Regions from separate parts of the Sus scrofa genome. Here region 2 is linked to region 1. A link is a contact called in public Hi-C data. All regions are on one chromosome and are shown on one strand. Each heading gives the region's core, a stretch centred on a gene start, on an enhancer-like site or on the middle of the called end of the contact. The rest is flanking DNA. Distances are from core to core; before and after follow the strand shown.

Evidence for each region. Hi-C and Micro-C count contacts between places; a contact is called where the count stands out from the background.
Region 2: a contact with region 1 is called in a Hi-C map of liver, with 1.9 times the contacts expected there. The contact joins two enhancer-like sites. A contact is called at or near these places in 3 of 47 Hi-C or Micro-C datasets (embryonic fibroblasts and liver).

The regions. Positions count from the first base shown.
Region 1 is chr10:57,509,810-57,516,640 of Sscrofa11.1, forward strand. The region is part of intron 1 of PARD3 (partitioning defective 3 homolog); the gene reads right to left. Among named protein-coding and RNA genes, the nearest start is that of PARD3, 87 kb to the right of the region's middle. Within about 2 kb of position 3,347, at least 7 of the 83 cell types and tissues checked have an H3K27ac peak or open chromatin away from gene starts, as enhancers often do. A contact at or near this core is called in liver, where this site is marked.
Region 2 is chr10:57,671,942-57,678,772 of Sscrofa11.1, forward strand. No RefSeq gene overlaps it. Among named protein-coding and RNA genes, the nearest start is that of PARD3, 75 kb to the left of the region's middle. Within about 2 kb of position 2,875, at least 4 of the 83 cell types and tissues checked have an H3K27ac peak or open chromatin away from gene starts, as enhancers often do. A contact at or near this core is called in liver, where this site is marked.

The sequences.
Region 1 (6,831 bases), core at 2,097-4,596:
GATCCCTTGTTGCTGTGGCTGTGGTGTAGGCCCGCAGCTGTAGCTCTGATTATACCCCTAGCCTGGGAACCTCCATGTGCAGCGGGTGAAGCCCTGAGAAAGACAAAAAGACCAAAACAAAACAAAACAAACAAAAAAAAAAAAAATCCAACGTTTAGGAATTAGTGCAATTCAATCAGATCAATATTCCTAGAAAAACAAATTTAATATATGTTGCCAAGTGGTTGTATTATTTGACAGAGTCCCTTGTTGCTTTAAATTCTATAAGAGAAGGTGATGATATAATTTTTGTCCTGACTATCCCAGGGTCTTTCATTCTACCTGCCTCACTCCAGCTACAGATTTGTAAATTAAGATTTAAAAGGCTCAAGACATTACATTTCAGTACTTATTTTACTAGGAAATGCAGAGGGGATAAACGCTGTCATTTCACAACAAACCAGTCTCAGTTCATCCACCTATGAAAATATCACCCTTGGAATATGTACAGTCGGCCTTCCGTATCCACGGTTTCTGCATCTAAGGATTCCAACAATTGCGTGGATGAAAAATACTTGGAAAAAATGTTCCAGAAATTTCCAAAAAGCAACATTTGAATTTGCCACATGCCAGCATATTTTGCATGGCATTTACATTGTATTTACAACTATTTACATATCATTTACATTTCATTTACAACTATTTACATCGCACTTACATTGTATTAGGTGTTATAAGTTATCTAGAGATGATTTAAAGTGGACAGTAGGATGTGGCAGGTTATATGCAAATACTATGCCACTTTATATAAAGGATTTGAGCATCCACAGATCTTGGTACCTTGGTGTTTAAGGGGTCCTGGAATCAAGCCCCCATGGATACTGAGGAAGAACTGTACAATATTATGTAAAAGTCCTACCACTGAAAAATGGAATTTCAGTAAAACAAATCATATTTCTGTCATTTTTTGAGTTGACCAAAGAATGAGAGTGAATTTGCAATTTGAGGAAGAAACCAATTAAGCAATCTTCCTTTCATACACTAAATTGCCTCCTGTTTCATTACTGTAGCTTTGTGGTCAATCCTACAGGGAGGGGACCCCCCCATCCCCTCCCACAGGAAATACACCAAGAAAGTCATTGTGAACACAACAGCCTGTATCACTCCCACACCTCAGCCTGGAAAGAGATGCTGTTTTGTTCTCAATCCAACTTGTCTTTCCTCTTCTAGATAAAATAAGAAGCAAAAAGGGTTTCAAGTACATGGGGAACAGTCACCCAAAATTCAGCCACAGGCTGAGTCATAAAACAAGTCTCAGTAAATTTCAAAGTACAGAAATAATATAGTGTCTGTCCCCTAGGCACAGAAATAAATTATAAATCAATAATAAAGATATTTGGAAAATCTCCAAATTTTTGGACACTTTAAAATTAAGGAACATGCTTCTAAATAACTCAAGGCTAAAAAAAACTCACAAGGGAAATTAGGTTTTGAACTGAGTGATAATAAAAATCAAACATATCACAATTTTGTGGATAGCAGCTAATGCTCGATGGGGAATTTATAGCTCTACATGCTTATGTTAAAAAAAGAAAAAAGGTCTAAAAGCAATTATCTAAGTTTGTGCCTTAATAAGCGTAGGAAAAAAAAAAAGACAAGCAAATTAAACCAACGTAAGAAAAAAGACAATAATAAAGCTAAATGATGCAGCAATGAAATAGAACATGGACAAATAGAGAATATCAACCATACCAAAAGTTGAGTCCTTGAAAAATTAATAAAACTGACAAATCCCTATTTATATTAATCAAAGAAAAAGAGAAATCATAAAGTAAAATACCAGGGATGCAAAAGGGTCATCACTACAAATCATACAGATATTAAAAAGCTAATAATAGACTATTAGGAGCAACTTTATGCTGATAAATTTGACAACTTAGATGAAATGACCAATTCCTTGAAAGACACAAATTACCAAAACTGATATCAAAAAATACCGAAAATTTGAACATCCCTCTTTCAAAACATAAATTCATAATTTGAAACCTTCCCAGAAAGATAAGTCCACACTCAGAGGGCTTCATTGGTGAATTCTCTCACAAACATTTAAGGAAGAATTCATGCCAATTTTACATAAACTCTTTCAAGAATTAGGATTGGCCTCACTCAGTGGATTAAGAATCCGGCATTGGCGTTGCCGTGAGCTGTGGTGTAGGTCACAGACGCGGCTCGGATCCCAAGTTGCTGTGGCTGTGGTGTAGGCTGGCAGCTGCAGCTCCAATTAGACCCCTAGCCTGGAAACCTCCGTGTGCCCCGGGTTCGGCCCTAAAAAGCAAATTTTTTTAAAAATTTGCATAATGCAGCAGGATTACTTTTTAACAATCTGAAATCAAGAATATAGTGATTAAACCTAGAAAACTAAGACGCAGCCCAGAGCCATATTCAGAATGCACTCCATTAAGTCTCCAGATTGGCTGTGAGGATTCTAGTAGCCTGGGCTAGAAGGCAACCCCTGTTACTGACACACGCTCTTAAGAGAACTACGGCTGTAGGTATCACCAGGAAGAAATTTCCCTGGTGGATTCTCAGAGAGAAGGCTAAGTAAGACACAGTAACCCCCTGGCCTCAAAACTCACCTGTAATAAACCCAGCCTTGAGTTTCACAGGTATGCTTATTTGATCATCTCAAAATTAAAAGGAAATGACATAATGCCAAAAGCAATGGGAGAGGGGCAGCAGCCCACACTCTGACCCAGCCACCCAGCTCTCTCACTCTAAGTTACCCAGCTTTGCTCCCCAAATTCCAGAATGTTACAGCTACAAATTTCCATGGGAAGGGTCTCTGTATCATGAAGATATCTGTATCTCCATGAACGAATACATGATGAAGTCATCATTATCAACATCCCTAAAAGAGGCTTTGAGCTATGTCTTTAATCTCTCTGTGCCTTTTTTTCTTTTCTCATTCAGGAAAATGTCAAAGAACAAAATTATGGGAGTTCCTGTTGTGGCGCGACAGAAACAAATCCTACTAGTATCTATGAGGATGCGGGTTCAATCCCTGGCCCCGCTCAGTGGGTTAAGGATGCAGCATTGGCACAGGCTGTGGTGTAAGTTGCAGATGCAGCTCAGATCCAGCATTGCTGGGGCTGTGGTGCAGGCCAGCACCTGTAGTTCCAATGTGACCTCTAGCCCCAGGTGTGGCCCAAAAAAAGGGGGGGGGATCATGGGTGATCATCTTCTTGAAAGACCTCTTCTACAGAGCAGGTCTGAGTTTGAGGCTGTTGCAAAGAAAATGTATTCTTCTAGCCTGAGATAAATTGCACTCAGCTCCTACCTGGAGGGCTGTTCTTTTACTGTAGTCCTTTGCACTAACCGCTGACAATGACAGTTCTCACCGTTCTGCTCATGCTGACCAGCGAGTGGATATCACATTGTCTGAACCACTGAACCAAATTTGTTTAGAAGCAACACAAAAACCCTCTATGTCCTACAAATTAAGGTGCTTCCTAAAAAGAACACTTTTTAGGCCATCAAGGAAGATAAAACAACTTTTATTTGCCACTGAAACCACTGAGCTTTCAGTGAAGGCAAAGAATTTGGAGGTCATGAATAACAACAGAAAATTAAATGTTAACTGGTAAAATCTAAAAATTTCCAACTCCCAGCTACTAGTTTAATGTTTCTCCAGCACGCTACACACCTTTTGCCAAAATCTTTTGTCTAAACTTAAACCACAGGAAAAGTAAATACTGTAATGAATTCGCAAATATTTACAAGAGGCGAGCAAAGAAGCAAGCCAACCAAATTCAAGGAGACAGGCATAATGGGAAATAAGCCCAGGCTCAGGGTTCCCAGCTGCTCAGAATTGATAGGGTAAGAATAAAAGGAAGAGAGTTCCCATCGTGGCTCAGTGGTAATGAACCCGACTAGTATCCATGAGGATGCAGGTTCGATTCCTGCCCTCACTCAGTGAGTTAAAGAACCAGCATTGCCCTGAGCTGTGGTGTAGGTCACAGATGTGGTTCCCCCGTTGCTGTGGCTGTGGTGTAGGCCAGCAGCTGTAGCTCCGATTCAACCTAGGAACCTCCATATGCCTCAAGTGTGGCCCCAAAAAGACAAAAGACAAAAGACAAAAAAAAAAAAAAAAAAAAAAAAAAAAAAGTAAAAGGAATAGGAAGACTTTTACAAGACTGAATCTCAAAAAGAATAGCTTTTTGTGAAATTGATCCCAGCAATTAATCTTTCCTTGAAAAAGAGCCAGGAGGAAAGTGTTCCATGTCCCAGGAGCTATCAGAGGAAACATCGCACACCATCCCTGTGACTTTCGAGCTTATGAAAACAGCAAAGCACCGAATAGTCACTGATAACATTAACATGGAGTCCACCCTGCTTCCTGTGGAGGAAGGTCTGAGATGCAGACAGCCTGATTTCTGCCCTCCCCCAGCGCAAAGCGCTTCCAAGCCTCTTTAGAAGTATCTTGGTTTTGAGTTCCCATTGTGGCTCAGTGGTTAATGAATCCGACGAGGAACCATGAGGTTGCAGGTTCGATCCCTGGCCTTGCTCAGTGGGTGAAGGATCCAGTGTTGCCGTGAGCTGTGGTGAAGGCCAGTGGCTACAGCTCTGAAGAAGTATCTTGGTTTCATCTTTAAAATGCATATAAAATGCCCATCTTAGACCATAATATCTGTGTGTGTCTTACACAAACCTGCAGCCCTGGATACAGGGACAGGCAGCTCTCAGCCCCATCGGTGAGGGTCAGCCCCTGAGAGATCCCTCAGCTTTCAGCACCGAGCCGACTCAGGCCCCCAGGAGGCCCTCCGAAAGACCCGGGTCCCCGGCCTCTTCCCCCACTGCCCACCCGCCCTTCAGATCCCCCTCTCTCCTGCCCTCTGGAGGAAGGGAGGTGACACAGCCGGAAAGGAGCAGGCGGGGATCAGACCAGGAAAAGGAAATGAGGAGTTTCTCTCTGTCCACTGCACACCTAAGGGCCTCCCTAGGGCAGTGAAACACTTGCTTCCCTCTTCCTTGGACTTTATACCAAAATCCAAAGATAACACCATTAATCATGTGTGAAAGCTCAAACCAAGTCACGACTAACCAGTGATTTCCTGACCGCGCGTGGCAGCTCAACTTTATTTACCAGCATCTCTACCACCTACTACAAGTACTGAAAAGTCCCATTACAGGCACTCCTCAGAGGGGTCTTTTTCTGTAAGACAAAATGTGAGGAGGAAAAACAATTTCTTTACTACAAGTTCTCTAAGATTTCAGTGTAAGCATATCTACACGCTGTCACTAGTAAGAAAAGGTAGCCAGACTTCCCACTGCGGCTCAGCAGTTAATGAACCGACTACGATCCATGAGGATGCAGCTTCGATCCCTGGCCTCGATCAGTGGGTTAAGGATCTGGCATTCCCATGAGCTGTGGTGTGGGTCGAAGATGCAGCTCCGATCCAGTGTTGCTGGGGCTGTGGTGTAGGCCAGCAGCTGTAGCTCCGATTAGACCCCTAGCCTCGAAACTTCCATATGCCATGGGTGTGGCCCTAAAAAAAAAAAAAAGAAGAAGAAGAAGAAGAAAAAAAAAAAAAGATATCCAATTTAAAAGAAAAAAAAAAAGGCAGCATGATCAGAACTTTTATCAGATATCTGTCTGGTAAGCAGATCAAACTTAAATTTTATTTCTCAAAATCCCTAATATCAAGCTAACTACAATCCAATAAAAAGAGTAAATTATGCTTCTGTAAACATGAAATCCATCAGTTTTCCACTTATTTCCCACTGACAAAATGAACCCATAAACAGTGAAACCATCACTTATTCAGAAAAAAAAAGGCATAAAGAGTATGTAAGCAGGAGTTCCCGTCGTGGCGCAGTGGTTAACGAATCTGACTAGGAACCATGGGGTTGCAGGTTCGATCCCTGGCCTTGCTCAATGGGCTAAGGATCCAGCGTTGCCATGACCTGTGGTGTAGGTTGCAGACGCAGCTCAGATCCCACCTTGCTGTGACTGTGGTGTAGGCTGGTGGCTACAGCTCTGATTCAACCCCTAGCCTGGGAACCTCCATATGCCACAGGTGCGGCCCTAGAAAAGGCAAAAAGACCAAAAAAAAAAAAAAAAAAAGAGTATGCAAGCAAACCACATGTTTTTGAAAGTCATAAAGAATGAAGTGCAAAATAGTGAATTCCTAATCTGGTAATTTATGACTTAGGACAACATGCTTCCATACCTAAAGATGGGTCAAATTCCCATCAGAGAAGATTCACTCTATCTGTACATAAGAAATATGTGGACACTTTAAAAGCAAAACAGACACAAGACAAAAATTTTAGATACTGTGTTGTAACAACTGGCTATCCATTTGGCAGGCAGGGTGATGCAGGAAAGAATTTTCTACCTTACCAAACACAAAGTCAATTCCAGATTAACTCAAAATTAGATTCTAAATGTTTTATTGTTTTTAAAGTACTGATTTTAAAACATAGTATAGTTCTGCAATTTGGGATGAATAAGGCTTTTTAAGCCTAGGCATAAAACCCAAAAGCCAGAAAGTTAAAATCTTCTGTAGAGTATGATATGCACCATTAAACTGAATCTGAGCCGAGGCTTCAGCAACACCAGATCCTTTGACCCACTGTGCTGGGTCAGGAATCGATCCCCCGCCTCCGAAGCGACACAAGCCACTATAATCAGATTCTTAATCCACTGCACCGTAGGAGCTACACAATAGAGAAAAGACAGAAAATATGTTTTCAGTATCAGAATTACTACTCTCAAGGGCTGACAAGGAAAACAACCCAAAGGAAAAATGGATAAATAAATAGGAAATTCTGAGCAAAAGATAAAAGAAT
Region 2 (6,831 bases), core at 1,625-4,124, 160 kb after region 1:
GGACAGTCATTTTCTTTCATGTATATTATACCCTGGGGAATAACAGTTCTTTTTTATTCAAATCTAACTACACGTGGTAAAAATACTGAAATAAGTTAAAAAGCACATAGCCAGATAATGGCCAATTTAAAGAGGAAATAAAGATGTTTCTGAAACGTGTCTTACTGCCCTAAAGATTTTTCAGTTTTATTTATTTATTTATTTTGGAGTGAAAAAAGTATCCCTGAGCTGATTAAGTGAATCTTGATGTACTTCTGCAGCTTTAGTTGTGACTCCCTAAAAGGTAGATACACTGTGCCAAATTCTGGGAGCACATGGGTTTATGTGTTGGTTATCTACAGCTGATGTGATTGCCAGAGTTATTAATTTCCTGCATTATTTTCACATATGGTTTGGAAAATTGTACTCAGTCTAGTTGTACATACTGCGTGTGTGTCATTCACGACACACCTGAACTGTTGATGTCATGTGCATTTTTTTTTTAATTCACATTATTTGAAACTACAGGGTGGGGTGGGGAAAAGCAAAAAACAAAAATTTCTGGCCATCAGGGCAAAGCTAAGATTTAATGCAATTTTAATCAAATTCCCAATGAAGCTGGTGGAGCATTTTTTTTTTTTTTTTTTTTTTGCCTTTTCTAGGGCCGCTCCCATGGTATATGGAGATTCCCAGGCTAGGGATCCAATTGGAGCTGTAGCTGCCGACCTACGCCAGAGCCACAACAACGCGGGATCCAAGCCACATCTGCAACCTACACCACAGCTCACGGCAACGCCAGATCCCTAACCCACTGAGCAAGGTCACGGATCAAACTTGCAACCTCATGGTTCCTAGTCGGATTCGTTAACCACTGTGCCACGATGGGAACTCCTGTCATGTGCATTTTTATGTTTCCAGCTTCAGCTCATTCTTTAAAACATTCAGTGTACCTATTAGACTAGATTTCTGGAGACAGATACCTAAGCCCCGTTATTTGTATCCTCTCTCTCTGGCTGGTCTTAGCAGCTTTTGAGTCACTTCTCTGCCCTTGACTATTTTTTCAGTGAGTTCTTCCTCTCCCATGAGAAGCCCACAGCCATCCTGCCCACTAGGCATCAAAACCACAAGGAGGCGCCCACGTCAGCTCTGCAGGGGGTAGTGAACAGGTGGGCCAGCCCTGAGCAGGGTGAGGCCAGAGGCAGGAGGAGAGGAAGAAACTTTGCTTGACTAAGTGGAAGGTCTTCTGAACGTCTTCAGATTGTGTTTCTATAACACATACTGTTTCTCTCAGTTTTGGTCTTGTACTTATTTTCTTTAAAACCAAATTTGGGAGTTCCTATTGTGGCTCAGTGGGTTAAGAACGTGACATAGTGTCCTTGAGGGTGTGGGTTCTATCCCTGGCCTTGCTCAGTGGGTTGAGAATCTGGCGTTGCCATAAGCTGTGGCATAGGTCACAGATGTGGCTGGGATCAGGCATAGCTGTGGCTGTGGTGTAGGCCTCAGCTGCAGCTCCAATTCAACTCTTAGCCTGGGAACTTGCATGTGCCACAGGTGCAGTCATAAAAAGAGAAGAAAATTGCTCTTTGTTGTCCAGTTTCCATGGTGTTTGTCATTTTAAAATAAACATCCACCCGTTATGGATGCAGGCACCCGTCCTATGCAGGCCCTTGTTTCTCTGAACACAACTCAGTTCTAGGAATTCCACCGAGGCTGGCAGGGGTGTGAGCCCTGGATGAAATAGACCCAGATTCCAGGCTGGGCCTTGCTGCTTATGAACTCTTAGCTCAGCTGACCTCACATTCCCTCATCTGCAAAATAGGAAAACGAATACCCGCTCCCTGCCGCCTGGAGCAACTAAAGCCCTGCACGCCTGCCCCCGCAGTGAGCATCCTCAGGGGACAGCAGGATTGTGCCTCATGGACTGTGTGCAGAGGTGCATTGTCATTTGTTCAGACACTTTGTAAGCTGTTACGTCCTATCGGAACTTTCTATTAGCAACTTACTTGGACTGCCGGGAAGCACTTGGCGGGGCAGAACCTAGAAAAAGGAAATTGCTCTTTGAATCCCCAAGCGCCTTGTTAGTTCCAGGAAATAGCCAAACAGGCACCAGCGTTACCAGCAGTCAGGGCAGTGGCTCTGGGGATGGTGGCCTTCGTACCTGATGGCCTGAGGCTCCACTCCCAGATCTGGAAAAATGGCAGACGTCACTGTTGGCTGAGTCCAAGGCATGTGGAGGGCCACTCTGCCCACCTTGAAGCGAAGCTCAGGAGCACTGACCCCACAGAGCGGGCCTCTCTCCCCCGGCCATTGTCTCAGGTCCCACCTACCATCTCCTCCAGGCCCAGGCCTCCCCAGACTCCAGGGACACGGCACACGGAAGACACATCCAGACGGACGACCACCAAGAAGACATCCTTGGCAGTTATGTCCTTGACAAAGACATTGATCACGTGGGGTTTAATACCTCCCTTTCCCCTTGTAAACTTCCCTTGTCAGCCAGGGAAAGTTCTAGAGTGGGGCACCCGCCTCTGGCCCCGGCAGCTCCTCGAGCTGCTGCCCCAGAGCTGCCAGCTGAGCCTGATCCAGGGGCTGAGCCAAGCCTGGAGCAGACTCCGCTTCCTTCTCTGTGACCATGAATTGGGGCCTCGATGCCCAGACAGTGCTCCTGCCATCAGCTGCTGATGGACACGTCACAGAGAAGCCACGAGGCGATGCATTCGTGCCAGAGGGAGGGCACGTGTGCTCCTCCCTGCAGTGCAGTGTGGAGGCCAGAACAGTCAGCTTTTGTGTGAATCCGCACATTCAGTCACTAGCTCAGGAATCAGAAAGCGCCCTCGAAGCCGCAAGGTGTTATCCAGATCCAGAGCGGTGTTTTGATTGCTGTGGCTGGCCTCTTGGAATCAGACTGTTTGTTGATTTCACAATCTCTTTCCCTCCGAAAGTCTGTGCTTTGAGCTTGTACAAGGTGTGAGCTTATTTTAAAGCACAGGGACTTAAAATCATTTTATTGTTAGAATTGTACAATGGCCCTTGGAATAAAGACCCCTGGGGGGTGTCCTAAACCAGGGCTGGGAATCACTGACTTAACCACTTGGAAAGGAGCATAAACAGGGCTGGAATTCCAGGCAGACTTGAAAATCTAGTTTGGGAGTTCCTGTTTTGGCTCAGCGGAAACAAATCTGACTAGTATCCATGAGGACGCAGGTTTGATCCCTGGCCTTGCTCAATGGGTTAAGGATCCAGTGTTGCTGTGAGCTGCAGTGTAGGTGGCAGATGTGGCTCGGATCTGGCGTGGCAGTGGCGTAGGCTAGTGACTGCAGCTCTGATTCAACTCTTAGCCTGGGAACCTCCATATGCCGAGGGTGTGGCCCTAAAAAGACCAAAAAAAAAAAGAGAGAGTAAAAAGAAAATCTAGTTTGGGCTTTTTTTCCACAACCCTCTACCTGGAAGCTAGCTGCCATTGCTCTTGTGTGTATGTGTTTTTGGCTTGTTTTGCGTTTTGCTGGGGTTTGTTTCGTTTTTGCTTTGCGGCCTGGGGGCAGGGGTGGAATGAGGGGGTGAGGATGCAAGGGCTTTTGATACACGCGGCTCTCCCTGCAGTCAGGGTCTCTGGTCAGCCTGCTGACTCCCTTCTCTTTGAGCACCTCGAGGTACCCATGGGTGCACGGCTGCTTTTTTTTTTTTTTTCCCTGAGAGTTCAGTTTTATTTGGGGCGAAATTAGGACTTAAGCCCGGGAGACAGCCTCTCAGGCAGCCCTGAGAAACTGCTCCCTGCTCTGTCATTGTTGCTGTTGTTTTAAACGCTCAGAACTGTGATTGCCAGCCTCCCGGGGCAAGGCCTGACCCCACAGCCCAGCCAGAGTGAGAAAGCCAGGATCCGGGGAACAGGCGCATGTCCCCTCACACCCAGGGCTCCTGTTAGTGCGCTTCTCAGAGCTTTCTCTCTTGGAAAAAAATCTCCGTTTTGATTTCATGTATGGGCCTTCCCCCTCCCCCAGCCCCGGGCGCTCCCTTGTCAGGCCATGGCCCTGTCCGATTCCCAGGGCAGCATGTGAGGGGCGAGGCCACCGGCGCCCCGGCCTCATTCTCCAGGTGGTGGGTGGCGGTAGGTCCCCCGGAGCTGGCCTCTCTCTGCCGTGTGTGTCAGTGCGTCCAGGCCTGCGACAGGGCCCCTGAGGTCTGCATTCATGTCCCTGGCTTCATGTGGGACCCACCCCGCCCTGGGCCCGCACAGGTGGGCAGAAGCCCGCTCCCTGTCTCTTCAGCTGCCTTCTCCTTCCTTCAGAAAATGGTTTTCCTTGAGTTCCTGCTGTGGCTCAGCGGGTCAAGAACCTGACATGGTGTCTCTGTGAGGATGCGGATTGGATCCCTGGCCTCTCTTAGTGGGTTAAGGATCCAGCGTTGCTGTAAGCTGTGGCATTGGTCGCGTGCAGCTCAGATCTGGTGTTGCCAGACCCCTGGCCTGGGAGCTTCCATAGGCCTTGGGTGTGGCCCTAAAAAAAAGAAAGAAAAGAAGAGAAAATAATTTGCAACAATATTTTCACTGCAAAAGCAGTTTCCCCCAATGTTCCGAGTCTCCCCGGCAGTGGTTCTGTCAGCTGGAAGGAGCATCATGCGCATCAGTGACAAGCGTGCCAGTACAGGAGTCTGTGAATAAAGGGTAGCGGACGCTAAGGAACCTGCTCGCAGTGCTCAGCTGGTGCTGCGTGTACACACACGTCACTGCGCCGCACACCCAAGACTGAGACGGTGCCGCGGGTCGGTGATATCTGAGCACAGCGTGGGGGAGCATGGCGATGAAATGTGAACTTGCTTTGCAAAGGCCTCCCCTGCCCTGCAGCTTTCAGGAACCTGTGTCTGTGGCTCCTGTGGTGGCCTTGATCAGACCTCCAGGTGGCGGGGAAGCCGACAGGGGAAGACTCCTCTGGCTGCCTGTGACCGGTTGCCTCCCAAGGCCCATGTTCGCCGTGCCGCTGACCGCCGTGAGCGCCGCCCCCCACCCCATCCTGCTCCTGGGCACCTCGGGGCTCCCTCACCACAGAGGCCCCCCACCCCATCGCCTCTGGCCGCAGCTTTAGGACCAGACTGTCTGCAGGGCTTTTTTTCTTTTTTTCTTTTTGGGCCGCACCCCCGGCGTATGGAAGTTCCCAGGCCAGGGGTCCAATTGGAGCTGCCGCTGCCGGCCTGCACCACAGCCACAGCAATACCAGATCTGCAACCTACACCACAGCTTATGACAACACCCCCGGATCCTTAACCCACTGAGCAAGACTAGGGATCAAACCCCACTGACCATATCAGGAACTCCTGGCTGCATTTTTTTTAATGATTTTATTTTATTTTCTATTAAAGTATTGTTGATTTATAATGTTTTACTTTGTTTTGTTTTGTTTTGTTGGCTTTTGTCTTTTTAGGGCTGCACCCACATCATGTGGAGGTTCCCAGGCTCGGGGTCTAATCAGAGCTGTTGCTGCCTGCCTACGCCACAGCCACAGCAATATAGGATCCAAGCCACGTCCGCAACCTCCACCACAGCTCATGGCAACTCCAGATCCTTAACCCACAGAGCAAGGCCAAGGATCAAACCCGCAACCACATGGTTCCTAGTCAGATTCATTTCCCCTGCACCACAGCGAGAACTCCCTGGCTGCATTTTTAACTCCAGCTGCTATACGTACACACCTTAGCACGTCAGCATCCCCCTCCTCCATGGACAGCCGTCCCTGGCAGGGCTTAGTCAGCCGTCTGACCAGACACAGTGTGATTTCAGAGACCTGCTTTAGGATAATCAGGCTTCAGATGTGGATCTTAAGGAGCCTGGGGAAGTGGGGAGATCAGGAGCTCGTAACACAACTGGGGAGAAGGCACTGGCTTCGCGATTATCTTTCCTCGCTAAGGCCGGACAAGGCTCACTGCCCACCTTGTACTTGACCGCAGCCAGCCTGTGGGCTACACAGCATCTCTGAAGGTGAAGTAAGATAAAAACCAGCCTTCAAATAACTTTCCATCTGCCACATGAAAAATGCCAACTCATCTTATCAAACAAAAGTACTTGACGAGGCTAGATGCCGGCTCTACTTCCAGAGCCCAAAGCCATTTTTTATTTTTATTTTTATTTTTATCAATCTAATATGTGCACTCTGCTTTAAAAAAATAAAATCCGTTTGAACAGTTCCACGTCATGAAAACCCACCTTCCCAGCAGTGCTTAAGCCTTGACTGGTCACAGCACCACTCAGGGCCCTGGGAGGGGGTTCCTGCCCGTCACTTGACCTCCCCCATCTTTGACCAGGAGCCCAGCGAGCGGGGCCTGCGTCCTGTGCAGGTGGTGGCCAGGAGGCTGCTGCTGTCAGCAGGGCAGTGGTTGTCTAGGTGGCCCCTGGTCACAGCAGAGGCCCTGGCTCCTTTGGTGGCCATCCTGTAGTCCATTGTGGGAACCAGAGCCTCTCCTCGTCTCCCCATGATTCTTGGAGCTACAGCTAGTTCTTAAACACCTGTCTTCTTAAGAGCAAGTGGATTCTGTTGTCTCAACTAAGAACCCTGATGATAAAGGATTATGGGTTTATAATGAGAAATAGCCTCACCCTAATCCCCCACTCCCACTGGCAACCCTGGGACCATTTTAGCCAATGCGTCTGGTACACATTAACTTTATTTTTCTTTTTGGCCACACCTGCAGCATGTGGAAGTTCCTAGGCTAGGGGTTGAACCCAAGCCATAGCAGTGGCAACAGCAGGTCCTTAACCCACTGAGCCACAAGCAACTCCATATTAACTTTAGATCCAGCGTTTTAACAGGGTTTTTTTTTTTTTTTTTTTGTGAACTTAACTACCTACTTCTGTTTTTCCTCTTT